Regions from separate parts of the Mus musculus genome. Here region 1 is linked to region 2. Evidence: chromatin contacts called from public HiChIP or PLAC-seq data. All regions are on one chromosome and are shown on one strand. Each heading gives the region's core, a stretch centred on a gene start, on an enhancer-like site or on the middle of the called end of the contact. The rest is flanking DNA. Distances are from core to core; before and after follow the strand shown.

What was found. HiChIP or PLAC-seq counts read pairs in DNA pulled down with a chosen protein or histone mark.
Region 1: an H3K4me3 HiChIP or PLAC-seq map of the SCID.adh cell line shows a contact between it and region 2, with 10 read pairs. The contact joins the enhancer-like site here to the promoter of Med4 in region 2. A contact is called at or near these places in 13 of 484 Hi-C or Micro-C datasets (the G1E-ER4 cell line, the N1E-115 cell line, Sertoli cells and 10 more), 9 of 115 datasets of contacts at active chromatin or transcription factors (the 230-238 cell line, the SCID.adh cell line, effector CD8 T cells and 5 more) and 2 of 9 other capture datasets (adipose tissue and liver).

Annotation. Positions count from the first base shown.
Region 1 is chr14:73,469,412-73,476,550 of GRCm38.p6, forward strand. Gm35450 (a long non-coding RNA gene) reads left to right here and starts at 4,927. Exons shown (of 3, transcript XR_383586.3): 1 at 4,927-4,952; 2 at 5,754-5,812; 3 at 6,159-6,398. Within about 2 kb of position 1,285, at least 26 of the 459 cell types and tissues checked have an H3K27ac peak or open chromatin away from gene starts, as enhancers often do. A contact at or near this core is called in the SCID.adh cell line, where this site is marked.
Region 2 is chr14:73,504,996-73,511,545 of GRCm38.p6, forward strand. Med4 (mediator complex subunit 4) reads left to right here and starts at 5,054. Exons shown (of 7, transcript NM_026119.3): 1 at 5,054-5,190; 2 at 6,160-6,226. The coding sequence starts at 5,066.

The DNA of each region.
Region 1 (7,139 bases), core at 35-2,534, 39 kb before region 2:
GAGTACGAACTGTCCTTTTCTTATTGATTGCTAGGCAGACTTCATATATTGGTAGATTAGTCTTGTTATCTCAATAAGCCTTGCAAGTCTCCTTTCGTCTCTTTTGCAGTTGAACCTGATGGGCTCTCGGGAAATGAGAGAAGGTAAGTTGTGTTACTTGCCGCTGGGAAGAAGACCGCTGGGAGGGATTGCAAAGCAGTGCCCTCCTTAATGAAAGCTTTGGGACTAGCTGGGGAGTGGGTACGTATTCTCAAAGGAAAGCATAAGGCGTGCGTGGGAGGGTGTTTCTGAGCATGCTCAATTCAAGGCATATGGCACATTTCAAAATGGACAGATGGCAGACTCAAAGGCTTTGCAGTAGAGGATTTAACATCATACTGAGCAAAGTTTGCTCTAGGCAGACTGAAAGAATGTGTCAGGGAGACTCAATGACCTTGGCTTATTCCTTTCAAGTTTTCCAAAGAATTTTACATAAAACAAAAAAAAAAGGAAAGACTTGGTAGACTCATTAACAATATTTAAAAGGGGTAGCAGCTTTCTCTGTTAGAAATGTAATCATTTGTCCCTAAAGTGTCCAGCCCCTGCCTCACTTCAGGGATATCTGTATTTTATCTTTATCTATATCTGTATCTATCTGTATCTGTACTGTATCTCTCTCTCTCTCTCTCTCTATATATATATATATATATATATATATATATATATATATATATATGATACATATATATATATATGAAATATTATATTTCTTCTAGAAATTTTGTAGAAAAAAAGGTTTTCCCTACTTCAAGGCTGTAAATAAATTCTTCTATATTTTCTAATGAACTAGTATTTGATATCATTATACTAAAGATTTCATATTTTACCTCTGAATCTTTGATCCATATGGTTGGATAACTTTTAAACAGTGATGGTTTATTTGAAGGTTTTTTAGGGCTTGAGGAAAATGGAATTATTCAAAGAAAAGCATTTGCTCTTAAGGTGTTCCTTTAAGATAAAATGAACATCTAATTAGAGTATAAGACATATACAGACAAGGACACCACGATGAAACCCATTACCTTGTATGCAAACCTAAAACGTTAATTTAAAACTTAATTTGGTTTCTTCAATCAGCTGATATTTACTGGATACCTATTGTGTGCTGAGCCATGAAACATCTCTGTGCGGAAAAATACAAGCCTGAAAACGAACTAGTTCCAAATAAAGACGAGTCCACTCTTAGAAGCAGAAGTAGAAAATAAACCGTGTGCTCAGTACAGCCCAGAATAAAATGCCTGCGTCTCCCAGCTGCCTTCGTATTTACAGCACTGCCGAGAGATGCTCTGCCTCCACAGCTGGGGCCACACACCTTCTGGGCAGGAACTCGCTCTTGTGAGCATGAGCAGACTTCCTTTATAGCACAGGTGCTTATTGTCCAAGAAAAGATCAAGTGTTCTTCGGGGCTGGAAACACCCACTAGGCCCTGGTGTTCAAGGACTTCTCTGCTCACATTCCAGACATGTCCAAACCAAACCTCACCCAGAGAAGTTGCCCTGAATTTCAATGCAACCTGTCAGTAGCTCTAGGGTTAAGAGACTATACCAAGTAGGGGCTGGTAAGGGAAGATACAAAGTGGAAGGTAAGAGAATGAGCAAGCCTGGGTCTAAATGACTCAATGACACTGCAGGGGTTGGACTTACTATCAGGCCATACAGGGGATTTTTGCTAAAAGTAGACTTCAGAGACTCTGCCTATCAATAAGCGGGTAACTGAAATGCTATGTTCATTTGCTTGGGACTCTTTTCATTAACTGTGTATCAAAATACTGTACTGTACATCCAATATTTATATAAAGATATTCCCAAAACCCTATTCACAATGATCCTGTAATAGTTGTTATGTAATACTTTGTGTGATACTTTGACTTGAACTAATATTTCCTCAATATCCATCATTAACGAAAGTTCACCATTTGCCAGTGTCAGTGATGTGGGTCATTGCTCTTTCTTTGCTATTTAGCAGAGCTCTTTGAGCAGATTTAGGACCTACAACTAATTTGCTACCAAGGATAAATGATGTCTCTGAAGCAAGATCAGGAACTAAAGAACCGGTATGAGACCCAAAAGGTACCTTTGAGGTCTTCAGGCTCAACCCCATATTTTAAAGATAAGGTATCGGCTCAGGCCCAGAGAACCCTGAACTTAATGACAAGTTACCCTTGTTTATCTCATCATCACCTCCATAAGTAAAAAGGCTTCTGAGCCCTCTCTCTTAATTGTATTTAACTCACATGGTTACTATTTAGTTTTGATTATTTTTTTTAATGTGTGTTAAAAGCAAGAGGGGTTGGTTATCATTGTAAGTCTATGAACAGGAGGATAGCCACTGCCCACTGGCAGCAAGATTATCAGAGTAAAGGTTGGGATTAGTGCTAGACAGAGCCCATCATGGTTCGCACTCAGGCTGTGTGACTGTGGCCTGGTCGCCTGACTTTTCTGAGCCTCAGTAGCAATCATCTCGCAGGAGACTGAAGAATATCATGTGGAGCTGCTGAGATGGTTCTGCACATACAGATGCTGGCAGCAAAGCCTGGAGGCCCAAGTGCAATGACAGGAATGCATGTGATAGAAATGGCACTTGCACACACACACACACACACACACACACACACACACACACACACACACAAGCACACACAAATACATACAAACACACACACAAACACACACACACAAATACATACAAACACACACAAACACAAACACACACACACAAATACATACAAACACACAAACATAAACACACACACAAACATACACACAAATACATACAAACACACACAAACACAAACACACACAAACACACACAAACACACAAATACATACAAATACACACAAACACACACACAAACACACACACGTACACATGCACACACTATGTATATGTATATGTGTACACATTTCCCAGGTTACCAGAGATAATTTATTTCTACGGCATGGCACCTTTCCAAGTCCACAGTGGTAGAGACCTCATCCCCAGCGGGGGACTGGAGTTGCTGAATCAGCAGCTCCAACAAAGGAAAGGGAAGCAGAGTTAATTTAGGGGAACCATTTCAGAATAAACAGCTAGATTTACAAGGTGTATCTCCAAGAGCGCTTTGATGCCTGCGTTTGGAGAGTAAGGGGATGGAATAATTGACGTCTACGCTGGCAGATCAAAGCAACCCAAGAACTGCCGGCCACGCAATGAAACCCTTCTCACTTTTTCTACATTCAGTGTGCATATTTTGTAACCATAATAATAATTTGTCCCTGCACAGGTCCTTTCATCTGGGGAGGAGCTCAGAGCACTTTGAAGATGTTAATAAGAAAAAGACCTGCTAATTAAAGTCACTTAAAAATGAAAAGTCTCTGGGTCGGCAGGAGGGCGTGGATGTCTGCAAGGAGGTGAATAGGGACAAGGCAAAGTGACTTCTATGGAACCTGGGACTTCATGCCCAGCTGCTGGGAGGTGGTGACCCAGAGGTTTGTTGCTGTTGTTTCTTTAATGCTCTGTTGGATTTCATGCAGCAATAAAGTGGCTTTCTCTAGACAATCACAACAGATGTTAACAGAATAATTCAAAAGTCTGTGGCGTTCTTGACGTGAAGAGCACACACTGACCCAGGAGCTTGTGGTAAAAAACACAGAGGAGAGCTATGTTGGACATTTGTAATGAATTTTAACATCATCTGGCAAAGTTGTGAGCAAATCCAGAAAAGCAAGCTTAGAAGGACAACAATTTGTTAGCTCTTGTTGAAATTATTGCTATTAGTGGTTTTTTTATTGTTGTTGTTTTGTTTAAATTAGGTTGTTGCATTTTTTTGAGACAGGATCTCACTAAGTAGCCCAGGCTAGCCTCCAACCTAAAGTTCTTCCTCCTTAGCCTCCTGAGGGCTGGAATGACACTAGCTAGTGTTCCTAACAGCTTTTCTTTTAGAGGGCCCAAGAACCCACAGCGTGTCACACAGCTATCTACAACACCAATTCCAGGAAACCCAAATACATACAGTGCACAAACATATGTAAGCAAAATACCCATGCTCATAAAATTAAAAATGAATAAATGAAATGGAATATAAGTGAATTTAAAACAACAATAACAAACAAAATAAAAAATTTCTGGGCCTTAGGAGATGGCTCAATGTGTAGAAATGTTCACTATGCAAGTCTGGGGACCCAAGTTCAAATCCCCAGCACTCATATTAAAGTCCAGACAGGTAGTAGGAGCAGTTGAAATCCTGGTGTTCCCACAGGAAAATGGGAGGTGGAGACAGAGGACTCCCTCGAAGCTGGAGAGTTCCTGTTTCAAACAAGGTGAAAGGTGAAGACACACTGACCCAGGAAGTTGTCTTCTGACCTCCAGTGTGTGTGTCATGACACTCTCTTATCTACATTCACTTACATGAGTGTGTGTACGTGCACAGCACACACACAGTTCAGATGTCAGGGCTGTGCTGCTGTTGGCCTGTAATACCAGAGACTCGGGAGACAGAGGCAGGAACTGCAGAGTACTGTGTGACTTAACCAGACAGTCCCAAAGCTAAAAAGGAAATTAAAAAGATGTAGCTTGGGGTAAAGTGTTTGCCTGGTTTACACAGAACCCCTGGTTTACTCTGCAGTACTGCCAATAAATAAACAAATATAAACAAATACATTAAGAGAGAGAGAGAGAGAGAGAGAGAGAGAGAGAGAGAGAGAAACTCCTCATTGACTTGAAGTCTGCATTTGTTGGGCAAGTGACCTAATATCCCAAATTTCTCAATAGAACAAAGTCTCCTTTTTTCAAAAGAAAGCATTTGGCCAACTCAAGCCAGCTCCCTGGGGCATCTCCCCTGGGCACCTTTCCAGGGCCTGGCTTTCTAAACTTGGTATATTAATGGACTGAGACAGTCTCCCCAGCTGACTCTGGAAGCTGTCAGAATCTTGCTGGTAACTTCTAGACTTTTCTGGTTTCTCAAGAGGCATCAACACTTTTCAGCTGTAAATCAGTTTCCATCAGAATTCAAGCAGACAGCTTCCCTGGCCCTGGGATCCCTTCTTTTTTTTTTTTCCTCTCTGGTCTGCTAAGTTCTCAGTTGCCTGAAACCCCTGTTCCCCTGGAGACGGTCAGAAATAGCAGGCTACCTGGACCAACTTCTTCAATGGTCTCATAGCTAACTAGCTAGCTAGCTAGCTAGCTACCCAGACCAACTTCTTCAAAATTCATCCTCTTGATTTAATCAGCAGGGCGGGGGTGGGAGGTGGGATCTGTTTCCCACAGTTTGTGTAGGCTGGCTTGCTGCCAGTGTGCTTCAACTGAAAGAAAACACTTTGAAATAGAAGGGCAAGAAGAAAATTGTGGAAATAACGAGAACCTGTCTTGCTGAGGTCTGGCCTGGGTTTTTTGTTTGTTTGTTTGTTTGTTTTTAAAACTGGGGCTGATTCGAGACTAGTCTTGGTTACACAAACTTGCCTGCAATTCTGGAGAAGGGAGAACACCCTCTGGTGGTAAAAATCTATATCTGCACCGAGTCTCCTACATTTCTTTGCACTTGGACTCAGCTACACGTGCCTACGTTTGTACACAGATATCTACATGTAAAGAAGCTGACTCAGTCTTACCCTTGAATGACACAGAGAGGCACAGCACTAGTAGGCCGGCTCCTGCTGAAGACCTCTTTTATCCTGGGTTCTTGTGTAATGCATTATGCAAATTTGAATTCTGAAATTTATCATATTGTTTCATTATAGGAAAAGATGCTTATCGTGACACGGTATCCAGAACCACACCTGGTTTCTGCATGCCCTTTGTGAGTGATGAATTTTGCTTATGGCTGTGTTTGTTTCAGGTCCATTTTGTTTTTCAAAAGATTTTTGTTTCACTTTTTTAAAAATCCCATTTTATTTAGTTAGTGTGTGTCTGTTCATGTGTGCATGCAAGAATGTGTGTGTGCGCGTATGTGTGCTTGTGCAAGCAGGTGTGTGGGAGGGGTGTCTCTCCTTCTACCGTGCAGGTCCAGGGGCTCAAATTCAGCTTGTCAGATTTGGCACGAAGCACCTCTATCCATGGAGCCATCTCCCCAGTCCTGATGTGAGATTTGTTTGATGTTCCTAGTGTGGTTCCCTTCTGTTTTAATATTCAGTTTGCATCCATAGCCAGGCTCTCCAGTCTCCCCGTCAGTGCTGCTCCACAGGTCTCAAGCTGATCAGCTGCGTGGAACATGTTCAAAACAGATGCTCAGGCTGTGCTCTCCGGAGCCCTGGGTGGAACGTTCCCTGGAAGTCAGAGTTCCTGTGGGTGCTGACCACTTGCCTTCTTGAGGCTCCTTTGGCTTTTCCTTTTGGGAATAATGCCAGAGAGGTCACTGTTTCCAGTTCGGAATATTCCTTTCAGTCTTTGTGAGACTGAGAACTTTGTGAGAACTCTATTAAAAGCCTTTTCCCTTGACCGTTTGCCCTCCTAAACCAGAGACGGCTTCCAAAGTTGGGAGAGTTTAATCAAGCCGGGGGCCCCTGCTTGACACCTGGGGCACTTGGCTGCACTTGGCACTTGTCATTAAAGAGTGGGATATCCTTGGTCAGACGAAGGCTTCGGGCCATTACCTTAAACACAGAGTTGCTCCTTGCCACGATGCTCAATGGCTACCTTGCAGGGTGAACAGCCTTCCTAGCTTGTCAGAGTCTTCAGAGATGTTCTCCTCGGACGTTTCACTGTTAAGTGCAGGGGGACTGCGAGCAAAGCAGGTGATTTCTTCACAGCAGTGTGGGGTTAGGACCACACAAACCAGCCCTTGCTTTCTACTTGGTTAGCTACTCTTCCATTACTTCTGTCTGCCAAGTGCCAGTCTTGACGTTTCATAGAAATCTACCATACTCAAAATACTAATTACACCATATGGCTGTGGTTCTCAGCCTGTGGGTGAGACCCCTTTGGGGTCTAGAATGACCCTTCAACAAGGTCACCTAAGACCATCAGAAAACATATATTTACATTCTGGTTCATAACAGTAGCAAGTAGCAAGTTACTGTTATGAGGTAGCAATGAAAATAATTTTACGGTTAGGGGTCACCACAACATGGGGAGCTGTATTAGAGGAACAGCATCAGGAAGCTTGCGAACCACTGCCTCGAGGTGTT
Region 2 (6,550 bases), core at 3,804-6,303:
CCCTAAGTATTTTCTCTGTGTGTCTGTGTCTGTCTGTCTCCCCCATTCCCCTTCTCTCTCTCTCTCTCTCTCTCTCTCTCTCTCTCTCTCTCTCTCTCTCTCTCTCTCTGTGTGTGTGTGTGTGTGTGTGTGTGTGTGTGTGTGCATTTGTGAGCATTCACTCAGAGGCCAGAAGAGGATGCAGGTATCTTCCTTTATTGGCTTTACCTGTGCAGCCTGGTGTTTGCATAGAGGGGGCCATTCCTACTACAGGGGTTCATCCCTGGGTAAGCACAAACTGAAGCTTGATGTTAGTAGATATATTTCTCCCCAAGATTAGAGGCTCTGAGGCCCATGCATCCAGGTAGAGTGTCAGAGCTTTTTGCTTCTTGGAGAACGGAGCTAATGAATGTTGTAGGCCTGGATTCCTTCCCTTGATACTGAGCTCCTGGGAGAGGCATGCCTACTTCTGCTCCTCCACCTCACCCTTGATCTTCAACAGGAGCCTGGAAACTTAATTTGGGAAATGGCCAGGGAAAAGAGTTTTCCAGAGCAGAAGCAGGTGATAGAATAATGTCTGCCAGTTTCCACAGCAGTGCCCAGCGTGGAAATTGAACTAGTCTATCATTAGTTGACGATGTTTCACATTCCGGGATCGGTTTTAAAGTATGGTGAGAAATATGGGAAGGTAAAATACTGAAAACTAGCTTTTTATTACTTTCTTCCTTACAGGCAAGCTGTAATAGTTTGTATTGCTTTTAGTGTCTTTAATTCCCCTTTGTATCATTCTCTGGTGATTTCTGCATTCCTATCAATGGTAAATCTGATATTTATTAGTGCCCACTTTGCTCACTACTTCATTGTGCAGTAGTCCCACACAGTGGAGTGGGAGTGGGGGAAGCAGAATTTCTGAGTACAACACTGGTGTACAGATATGCTAGGGGCTAGCCTGGGGAGCTGGAAGAGTGTCTTGGGCCACCCTGTGCTCCTATAACAGAACATCCCGCACCGGACAATGTATGTAGAACAGAAATTTGGCTGGATGAGAAAGGTGTTTGTTGCCAAGCTCGAAGACCTGAGTTCAGTCCCCAGAACCCAGTGGAAGGAGAGAACCAACTCCTGAAAGTTGTTCTTTATCTTCTGGTTCTTGAGGCTGAAAAGTCTGGGACCTCAGGGTTGTGTGTGGTGAGGGCCTTCCTGCTGCCTTATCCCAGGACAACAGAGCAGAAGGGCGTGCCTGCCCGAGGGAAGGGGGCACTTCCCTGTAACTAACCAAGATAATTCATTCACTAGGGCTCTGTCTCTCCTCCTAAAAGCTTCACTCCTCTGCACTATTGCCCGTTGCTTGTGTGTGGTGCGATGTGAGTGGGGAGGAGGATGGTTGCATACAACGGAGGCAGACTATGGAAGCTCTTTCTTCTGATTTTGCCTCCTTTCTTAGCGCACAGAGTGAAGCAAGATCCTAAGTTTCGAGGGGAGGGCCAAGGAGATGCGGCCAGCTGCTTGGAGACAGGCAGGGATGTGAACTGACGCCAGGATGTGGGGAGGATTTAGAGCAGGGACATAGACTGATTATGCAGTCTCAGTTGGGGTCATTGGAGATTCAGGGTTTTGTAGCGGGCAAAGCTGTACATAGCCCAGCTTGAAGTCTTGACAAGACAGCAACACATATCAAGATGAGGAGAAGGCCTGGGAATGTAGCTCAGTGGTGAGTGCTTGCCTGATCTTGAGAAGGCCCTGGCTTCAGTGAGCCTTACCAGTGTGAGGCAGTGCAGCTCCTTGAGCTCTGTAGATGCTGACTGACATGCAAGCCCTCCGCGTGAGCCTCTGGGGCTGCTCCCACAGTTCCACTTTTTTGGAGATCAGTGGCTCAGTCCAAGGAGCCTGGAGCAGGCAGACCTGGTTTCCCTCTGAGGAAAGCTACCTCACTGTGTCCTCCCAAGGCCTTTTCTCATATCTCTGGCACATCTCCGACTCTCCCTGGGTCCCAGTCAGATTAGACAGGGCCCCCACCCTAATAACCCCCAATTAACTTAATCACCCCCTTGAAGGACCTGTCTTCAAACTTTCACACCTTTTTATCCACGGTAAGACTAATACAGCTGAGCACGGTGGGGCACATTTTTAATATCATGGCAGGCAGAGGCAGAGGGCTAGGTCAGCCTGGTCTACAAAGAAAATTCTAGGGCAGCCAAAGTTATGTAGTTGAGATCTTGTCTCAAAAAAAAAATTTTAAAAAATCATAAATGTATAACGAAGAAAAGTTTTCATCGAGCAGAACTACATATCTGTCTTTTGAAAGTCTTCTCTGTAGAAATCTCTGCAGAGCTTTGTGTTGGATCTCTGATGCGAGTGATAACCACATAGAAACATGCAAATAACAGTGGAGCGTGTGCGCATCCTGGATATCATAGAATACGTCATCCTACGGTGACAGAGGAAAGGGGGCGGGGCGTTGGTGAGCCGTGGAATCTTGATTCATCATCGTAGGAAAGAAATACGTTCATAAAGGAATCCAGTAAAACCACAGGGTATATGTATGGCATCTTAAAATTGGGGAGCAAACGGTGAAAGTAATTCCCTCCATGGAGCTGCACGTGGTAGAACGTGAGGCTCTGGAGGCAATGGGGTTAAACTTTTGTATGTTTTTGTTAGGCGCTCCCCCCCCCCCCCCCCCCGTTTATAAATAAAATTCATTATGATGTCTGTTGATTGATGTGCTCACAGGAAGGGACCAAAGAGATAGGGGAAGGGCAGAAAACAAAAGCAATCCGTGCGTCCCTTGCACTGTATAAGGAAGGAGGCACCCTGTCTCGTGAGCACAAATGTTCTGATCTCTAACACAGATCTCCCCACACTCTGGAGACACACAGTCTCGAGGCTGCACCAAGTGTGGAACCTCCCCTCATTTGTTCTAATTCAAGTTCACCAAACAACTATTGCGGTCACGGGCTTTCCTGTAGGTTTCTTTATGGGGAAATGCGCTCCGCACCATTCTTTTTTCATTGACATTCCGAATTACACAGCTTTGCTTATGAGTGGATTTATAAACATGAGTCTCCCCGGGGATTGCCAGCTCTGGAGTTCTTGAGTCGGACTCCACAGGACAGTGGGCAGGACTAGACCTGAAATGAAGACAGCACACAGTCATGACCACTGCCTGTGAATGGCACCTTATTTTTGATAACAGCAACATGACTCAGCATGGAGTCCCCACTGCCAATAACTGGAGCCTAGGTAGGGAAAGTTCCCTGCTGTGTTGATCTCTGCAGGAGTGGGAGGAGGTGCAGCTTCAGTGTTGACACCCAGGCCTGCCTTGGAATTAGGTGCTTTGCAGATGATTTACACTATTTTCTTTTTCTTTTCTTTTCTTTTCTTTTCTTTTCTTTTCTTTTCTTTTCTTTTCTTTTCTTTTCTTTTCTTTTCTTTTCTCTTCTCTTCTTTTCTTTTCTCTTCTTTTTTTCTTTTCTTTTCTTTCTTTCTTTCTTTCTTTCTTTTTTTTTTAGAGATTTGTTTATTTATTATATGTGAGTACACTGTAGCTGTTTTCAGACACACCAGAAGAGGGCATCAGATCTCATTATGGATGGTTGTGAACCACCATGTGGTTGCTGGGATTTGAACTCAGGACCTTTGGAAGAGCAGTTAGTGCTCTTAACCTCTGAGCCATCTCTCTAGCCCTACACTATTTTCTTGAATGACAGTTTACACTATTGATTCATTCATTTCAACAGTCACCTTGAATAAAGAGCAGAGCAGTTTGTTGGAAGATATACAGGCCTAAAGATGAGTTCCGAAAACCAAGAAGGTAACCCAGCTAAATGCCATCTGATAGGGGGTACGGTTAGCACATACAGGAAGTATTATTCAGACTTCAAGGGAGGGGTATTCTGGCACCTATTCCAATGTACATGAACCATGATAGCATTATGCTAAATGAATCAGCCTGCTATAGGGGCTCAGCATTCAGTAGGCTGTAATGAGAAAGTGAGTTCCTTCTTAGTTTAGGACTAGTTTACACAACAAGATTCGGTCTGAAAAGAAGGAAAGAAAGAAAGAAAGAAAGAAAGAAAGAAAGAAAGAAAGCAAGCCAACCAAACAAAGCCCAAATCCCCCAAAACCAAAAAATAATAACAAGCAAACCCCCAAGCCCCAAACTAGAACATGTGATTCTACTCATTCAAAATGCATAGAATAGCCAGACAAACAGAAAGTACAGTGTGGTTTTCAGGAACGGGAAGTCAGACCTTCATGAGCACACCTTTTTTACATTTTACAAGTTGAAGAGTTTTGGGGATGTTATTTAGCCGCAATTTTTTGTTTGTTTGTTTTGTTTTGAGACGAGGTTTCTCTGTGTAACCCTGGCTGTCCTGGAAGTCACTCTGTGACCAGGCTAGTCTCTAACTCAGGAGATCTGCCTGCCTCTGCTTCCTTGAGTGTTGGGATTAAAGGCATGCCTCACAACTGCCTTGCTTAACAGCAATTTAGTGGCAGTGAACCCTACACATACAATGGTTAAGATACTGAATTTTAGTAGCGGGGCATGGTGGTACACCCCTTTAACCCCAGGACTCGAGATGCAGGCAGATCTCTTGAGTTCGAGACCAGCCTGGTCTATAGGCCAATTATATGTATTTTGCTACCAAACAACGGAATGGGGAGGGAAGAAAAGATTTTACTTCCTGCTCTAAGTTTACTACAACTTCACGAGAGACCAAACTTGATGGCTGGGATTTTATCGGAATACAGACAAAATAGAAGTTAATAATTATGTAATTTCCCCAGTTTAAAAAAAAAATCTTTTGTTAGAAGCCTTCCACTGATGCTGAGGAAATAAAACCCAGGAGACTGGGAACTGCATCTCTCATCCTGGGTCCGGTTGGAGCATGTCAGATTGGAACGAGTCACAAGCCCTCCTTTGCCCTGTAGATGGCGCTAGAACTGTAGTGCACCTCCAGGCACATAGGCGGCGCTCTAGCCGGACCTCTCCGTCCCGACCTCTATTACTCTTCTTTCCTTCTTCCGGTTCCGCCCCTCCTGTGGCTAGCTCACACTGCGCATGCGACGGCTGGTGGTCAGCGGGGCGATGGCGGCTTCTTCAAGTGGTGAGAAGGAAAAGGAGCGGATGGGAGGCGTTTCGGGAATGGCCGGCCTTGGCAGTACGCGAGAGCGGCTTCTGTCTGCGCTGGAAGATCTGGAGGTCTTGTCGAGGTAACCGCGGCCCGGGAGCCTGCTCCGGCCGGCTCGGCTGTGGGCGCTGACTTGGGTAGGCGGGCTTGGGAGGCTCCGTTGGACGTGGGGTCTAGGGCCTTCGGGGGCTTTGGGCCGCATTTCCCCGCCAAGGGGACATCTCAGTCACATGACCTGGAAACCAAGGCAGTCAAAACTTTAGTAGCCGGTAAGAGGGGCAGATCCGAGCCCCCTCAGTCATTGACACGCAACAGACATTTAAAAGCACGCTTCCCCCCAGTAGTCAAGGGGAGGCTAGATGCCAACACGAAGGAGCCCAGGGTGACAGGAGAGACAAATGTGTTAAAACGCTATGGACCAGATTTCTAAGGGTTGAGCCGCAGCCTCCTGCAGTCCACCGATGGGATTCCTATTCTGGTGGTAGCAGGGCACACGTCCCCAAGAAATGGGCTGCTAGTCAAATCAGATTTGTTAGGCGTCTGATAGATAGCCCATCATCTGAAAAAGCCTGGAAACATCAGGCAGGGCACAGTGGGGTTGGCTGGTGTGTGGCCGAGATAGAGTAAATTGGATGTCACACTCCACATCGTCGTGATAGTCTTAAATCTATCAGTTGAAGTCTTATCAAGGGAAGGCAGCCATGGCCACCGTCTTACAAGAAAACATAATTTACACAAATGGCAGCACTATTGGCCTACAGACCTACATAGTTGAGTCAGGAGGTTTTCTTGTAAATCACAGCTGAGTCTTTATCACGTGCAGTTAGCCAGCGAATGCTGAAGTGTTTGTAGTCACCATGAGAGTCCAGCATGTTAGGAGGACCATAAACCCAACAATCGGTTGGGGCAGGGAGCAATTTAAACAGTTTCTTTTGTGTTTCTACTGTGTTATGAAAAGGTTTCACTAGATATCTGAGGCTGGTCTGAGTCCTCCCAAACACTGAGTTTACAGGCAAGTATCACCATACCGTGATGGGTGTTTTTCTTTTAGGGAACTCATAGAAATGCTTGCAATTTCAAGAAATCAGAAGCTATTACAGCTGGAAGAGGAAAACCAGGTAAACTTTTTGTTGTTGTTTGTTTGTTTTTTATTAAAAAGTTATTAATGCCGGGCAGTGGTGGCTCGCACCTTCAATCCCACCACTTGTGGGGGAGTGGCAGGTGGATCTCTGACTTCCAGGTCTACAGAGGGAGTTCTAGGGCAGCCAGCACAGATAAACCCTTTCTTGAAAAAAAAATAAGAGAGATAAGTTAATGTTTGAAAGTTCATATTTATTTTGTGTGAGAGTAGGGATGCTTCTTGAAGTCTTTTAAGTTGATACTTAAAAAAAAAAAAAAAAAAGCATTATTTTATTTTTGGGTTTTTCTGAGATTGTCTCACT